Regions from separate parts of the Arachis hypogaea genome. Here region 1 is linked to region 2. Evidence: chromatin contacts called from public Hi-C data. All regions are on one chromosome and are shown on one strand. The core of a region is the stretch at or near the end of the contact, and the rest is flanking DNA. Distances in the headings are between cores, read along the strand shown. Region 1 holds the start of LOC112783826 (cellulose synthase A catalytic subunit 1 [UDP-forming]). Region 2 holds the start of LOC112782727 (ABSCISIC ACID-INSENSITIVE 5-like protein 7).

What was found. Hi-C and Micro-C count contacts between places; a contact is called where the count stands out from the background.
Region 1: a contact with region 2 is called in a Hi-C map of leaf, with 2.6 times the contacts expected there. The contact joins the promoter of LOC112783826 here to the promoter of LOC112782727 in region 2. A contact is called at or near these places in 2 of 8 Hi-C or Micro-C datasets (both in leaf).

The regions. Positions count from the first base shown.
Region 1 is chr20:52,294,806-52,297,623 of arahy.Tifrunner.gnm2.J5K5, forward strand. It overlaps LOC112783826 (cellulose synthase A catalytic subunit 1 [UDP-forming]), which reads right to left and starts at 1,274. Exons shown (of 7, transcript XM_025826897.3): 1 at 1,109-1,274. The coding sequence starts at 1,180.
Region 2 is chr20:51,753,181-51,755,953 of arahy.Tifrunner.gnm2.J5K5, forward strand. It overlaps LOC112782727 (ABSCISIC ACID-INSENSITIVE 5-like protein 7), which reads right to left and starts at 1,395. Exons shown (of 5, transcript XM_025825276.3): 1 at 1,145-1,395. It also overlaps the pseudogene LOC112785864.

The DNA of each region.
Region 1 (2,818 bases), core at 24-2,523, 540 kb after region 2:
ATTTAAGGTCAAAACTTAAAATGTGACATGGCCAAAGGCCAACAGTATTAAGATTAAACAAGTTCTCCTTTATCATAATCTTGATGTCTGAAAAATCTTGACTGAACACAGATTCAATCATTAAGTAAATTTAATTGGATAAACTGAACTAAAAGAGTTTTCCAAGACATTTTCCACTGACAAATCCAACAAAAGAAGAAAGTATTTAGCAGCATATAGAAATTAGAATTCCCTTCAATTGGAAGGGAAAATGAATAAATAAAGAGCACTCATGTGAAATCTCTATATCTCTATAACTATACAGACTACAACTTCCATCTCCCATTTCAATTGCAAGAACATATCATCCTGGTTAACTGGATTCTAACGCGAGATCTTGCTCACTTGAGATCTGTTCCCTATTGACTATGTTTGTTGGTTTTGGAAGGAGGAAAGAGGCAACAACATTGTGCCACTGTGCAGTATACACCACTACTTAGAGTATTTGGTCACTTTGTATTTGTGTATAAATACATATGTTGTTTCGTACGTTTTCAATATATATTTTGTATTTTAGCATGTATTTTATACCAGTGAGCGGTGACGATTTGGTGGCTGGTTTTTTGTGTGTAAACGTAGCATGGATGTTTCATAAAAGCAAGTGTTATGTGATAGGATTAGACATGCTGTATCCATTTGGTGTAAAGCTTGTGATCTTTCATCATCTTTATAGGCTTGTTGAGAGATTGAAAAACTATGCTAAAACGATTAATCTCGTGGTTGTTTTTTGCACTTGTAAAGAAAAACTCTTATCCTCTATCTTGTATTATTCTTGTCTTAACGAAATTCTTCTTTTATTTATTTAAAAAACTTCAAGAACAGATAACGGAACTTTGGGAGAGAAACCATTCATAAACACAGACTGATGCAGAATAAGTAAATACAAAACTAAACAAATCAAAACGAAAACAACATTGTGATCGTCCATAATCTTATGAACAAAAAACGAAAAGTTGGTAAATTAAAATTTTGAAAACAAAATTATCTATATCATTTGCGTAAAGGGATTACACAGAAGCTGATTTTTTTTTTTTTAACACAAAAGAGGATACGATACTAAGTTACTAACCCCAATGTCGGAACCGTTCCTAACTCCTAGGACATCGCGCGGCCCAGTCGCAATTCCACCACTTTGATCCATTCCTTTATTTTTTTTTCCCAAACTGTTCAGCCAACTCAACAGTCACTCTCTCCCTTGAATTGTTGTTACTTGTTGCTGTTGTTTGCTTCGCTGCCATGTTCTTAGGTTCTATGCAAAAATATTAGCCGTTGGATGATTTGGGATCTTATGGTGGAAAAGTGGTCATCGTGGAGGAACGCCAGCCATGTAGAACCTAGTTAATCAAAGGCTGGTATGTGAGATCGTGGAGGATTGTAAGCCGTTGGATTCGTTATGTATCGGACGGACAAGGAGTGCAGTGGAGTGTAAAATTCAGTGGGGACCACGTGTAACTGACTGGCAGATGTGTTTATGGGAATTATGCGTGGGGTCACTGCAGTATAAAATTCAAAAGAAAAAAGAATTTCGTAATAAAAATACTTTTATAACCTATTGTAATTTTTTTTTTAGAAACTATCAGGGTATATTGATGTAATACTATTAATAAAAATAAAAATTAATTTAGTTTTTCAGTGTAGTTATTTTATATTTTGTTATATTACATCATGTGTACTCCTAAAAACTCGGCAGCTATCCTTCTCAGCTAACTAACCAAATATTTCGGCACCAAGAGCAGACCTCAAACGTAACTTGATCACAGTCACACGCAAGTCAGATCCTATCTTCAGCGCGTTACTAACAAACGGAACTCACCAAGAATATCGGAACAAACCTAACAGTATAGACCCCCCACTCGTCTATAAAACAGAACCAAGCAAACTCACAAAGGCTCAGGTTACACATACTCGCTCTAGTTTATTTCATTTATTCTCTGATAATTCTCATTCTTACTTGAGCGTTGGAGTGCTCTTTGCAAGTGCTCCCGCCGTCGTGTTTCAAGAGGCCGAGGTTTCCTTATAACACCACTCCCTGGACGAGACATAGCTCCTCCCGGAAGTCAAGCAGCCGACCTAGGCGTTGTATACCTCGGCTCACTCTGGACAGAACATTTGGCGCCTACCGTGAGGCCCGAAAGTTAATTTAACCCCACTACCTTTTTATATCGCACTTTGCATTTCTTTTTTACGCAGGGTTTCTCAACCTTCGAACATGGCCGATAATGGAGTCCACCAACTCACTTAGGCCGAACTCATGGCCTAGATGGCTGAGCTACAAGTTGAAGTCAAAAGACTTGCCGAACTATCCACCCAAAACAACGCTAGTAAATGTGAGGAGAATGGTTCCAAAGGAAAAGGCAACGCAGACCTACTAAGTGTCAACCCACCAAAGGAGAAACTGACCTTGGACAACCCGTTCTCCGAGGAAATCACCAATTACAAGATGCTAAAAAATTTCACGCTGCCTTCTTCACTCGAGCCATATAAGGGGATTGGTGACCCCCGGGCTCATATTAAAAAATTTCAATCTATGATGTTCTTTAATGGCCCTAATAATGAACCTGTTCTTTGCAGAGCTTTCCCTACTTACCTTGACGGCGCTGCGCTACTTTGGTTTTCAAAACTACCTGCAGGTTCGATCTCTTCTTTTGAAGAACTGGCAAAATCCTTCATAGACTACTTCGCTGCAGCACAGATATATGTACACGGATTAGACTACCTCGGCACCATCCGCCAAGGTCCCCAAGAAAGCTTGAAAGACTATCTGACCAGATTTGCAGAA
Region 2 (2,773 bases), core at 145-2,644:
CAAAGTTACTTGCAGCAGATAATTAAATCAAACCCTTAAAACTCCTACCCCACGCTATATTATAGTCTACAAAAACCAATAATCAAGTATACATTAAAAGTAGAAAGGAGAACAAAAAAAATCTTTCAGGTAGTAGAGTTCTGTCTCAAATTAAAATATCTGAAGTGAAACTTAGATACATGTTAAGTTAAACAGTTAAAACATCTTGTAACAGTTTGAGAGTTATAAATGCAACCGCCTCTGCAAGAATCCAAAGCAGTTGGAGAACGGTAAAGTAAACATTGATTATTACCCAATAGAGAGTATAGAAATATCAGATCAACACTTCCACTTTTTATGCTGCATCAGATCCACACTACTCTCACTCAACTCATTGCCTTTTAAGAAATTCACAATTTCACACTTTAAAGAGGTTAAGTTTTTTGTCCGAATTTGGTTGGTTAAATTAGATTTGAGTTGGTCACTTAACTAGTACTACTTACTTAGCTCAAATCTGATGTAAATGGAACTTAAAATTTATTCATATTTTTTCTAACAAAAACCCAACCTTTTTTCTCCGAGTTAAACCACTTAAACTGGAAAAAGAAACCACAAAAAAAATCTCTCCGATGCGTCACTCAACCCCTAAAGACCTGCTTTTTATTTTATTTAATCCATAAATTAACTAATTAATTAGTTAATTAATTAATTAAATAATTAATTAAATAATTATTAGATTATCTTCCAGAATTTCACGCCCAATTATGGAAAGTCTTTCCCCTTTTGCTCAACCACTCTCATCCGAAAACTAAACAACTCGCAGCGAAGAGGAACTCCAAATTCCTCAGTTTCTCGCCATAATCGAGCTTCGCCGATATCGTAAACCCCAAATTTGGTCAAATTAAAAAAAAAAAAAAAAGAGTCAAAATGTCTCGAAGAAGATTTTGACAAACTTAAAATGTTAATTAAATAAGAGTTTAATCACACGAGAGACAAAATAATAATAATAATTTAAAAAAAAAAGAATAAGATCAATCAATCGGTTAAGATACGGGGAAAAAAAGTTGGCGGCATTTAAAAAAAAAAAAAAAAAGAGGTAAGGTGAAGAGAGTGAAATAAAAAGAACACGAAGGAAGGAGGACAAGGGTTTAGGGGTTAATTTTACCTTTGGAGAGTGTGTTGAGTTGGTTCGAATTGGAAGAGAGAGTGAGTGTGAGTGAGAGAGAGAGAGAGAGAGTCGTGTCGCAGGGAGCTTTGAGGTTATGAATTGTGGTGCTTTCGACAAGTGTCTTTGTGCGAACAACACAGACACGAGGCGCCATTTAAGCACTGCCTCCAATCTCTTATGCATTCTCTCCTTCGCTGTGGCGTTTTTTTTTTTTTTTCTTTTTTATTTAGAATTTAGCGATTTTAGATAAAAATATTTGTTTAAGATATTATAAATAAAAAGAACAAAAATATTATTGATTTACAGGACATTTTGGACCCTCGGATAAAAATAAAAAAAAATATTTCGGATACATAAAAAATAGTTATTAATTGAGTTATTAAATATTGGCGTATATAACTATATTAAATATACAAAAAAAATAACAATTTTATAACGTGTATATTTTTTATAATAAATATTATTTTGACACTAATTTTTTTAACAACTAAGTATGTGTTATCTTTATTTTGTTAATAAAAAATAATATAAATATATAATTAATTAATAATAATTATATTTTTATATAGATATCAAGAATATTTAGTATATAAATAGTATTTTTTAAAAATTAATTAATAAATTAATTACTAGCATTTAGTATAAAATATATAATAAAATATAAAATATATATTAAAAATAAATTCAACAATATATATTTATACATAAATATATAATTATAAATTTTTTATATATACATAATATTTTTATTGTATATATACATATATTATTTAACTTATTTTTAATATATTTATACATTTATATAATATATATATTTTTTATATAAGTGACTAATTTTTAATATGAGTAAACTATTATTTTTATCTATTAAAATTCTAAACGTCAATAAATCTACCCACAAAACAATAAAATTAAAGTTGTACTCACGAAAAATCGATTTCATATAATAAAATTATTCAAACCCCTAAAAAATTGTCCAAAATCTTTAAATTACCTTTTTCTTTGCTGCTACTATCATCATTCTCATTTTTCTAAAGATAACATTCTTTTACCATCTTCTTCTTTCTTAGGTCATTTTCATCCAAGATGATTTAAAGAAAATCATTGCTTACAAAACCGTTATATCCAGCATGATTGTTGGCCTCAGAACCGGCTCCACTGTCAAACATGCTATAAACCGAATCAGCGAGCTTCTCTATCAAAGCAAGTTTAAGGACATCGTCCGAATTTCCACTTTCAAGAAAATGCATGAGCAAGTCCTCTCTCTTGAGATTTCTTTATCGGATCTGAACTCTCACCCATTGTTGATTTCGTCATTGACGATGTTGACAAGATTGATCCTTAACTTAATCTCGTCAAGGAGTATGATGGTTCCTTCTTGAGGAAGAAGATGGTTGAAGATGCTTATAAGAAATTTGTTGTAATTGTCCATGAGTCCAAATTCGTTAACTATATTAGTGATAGCGGTTTGGCCATGCTCATTGAAATTATTCAATTTTGTTAGAAGTTCATTGTTTCTAAATTTCAGAATCTCTTTCAAGAATCTAATTGCATTGGAAAGCTCAAACTTTGGGAGAAAAGGTTGAGTCTTATATCACTAATAATGATAACTATATTTGATTTGTA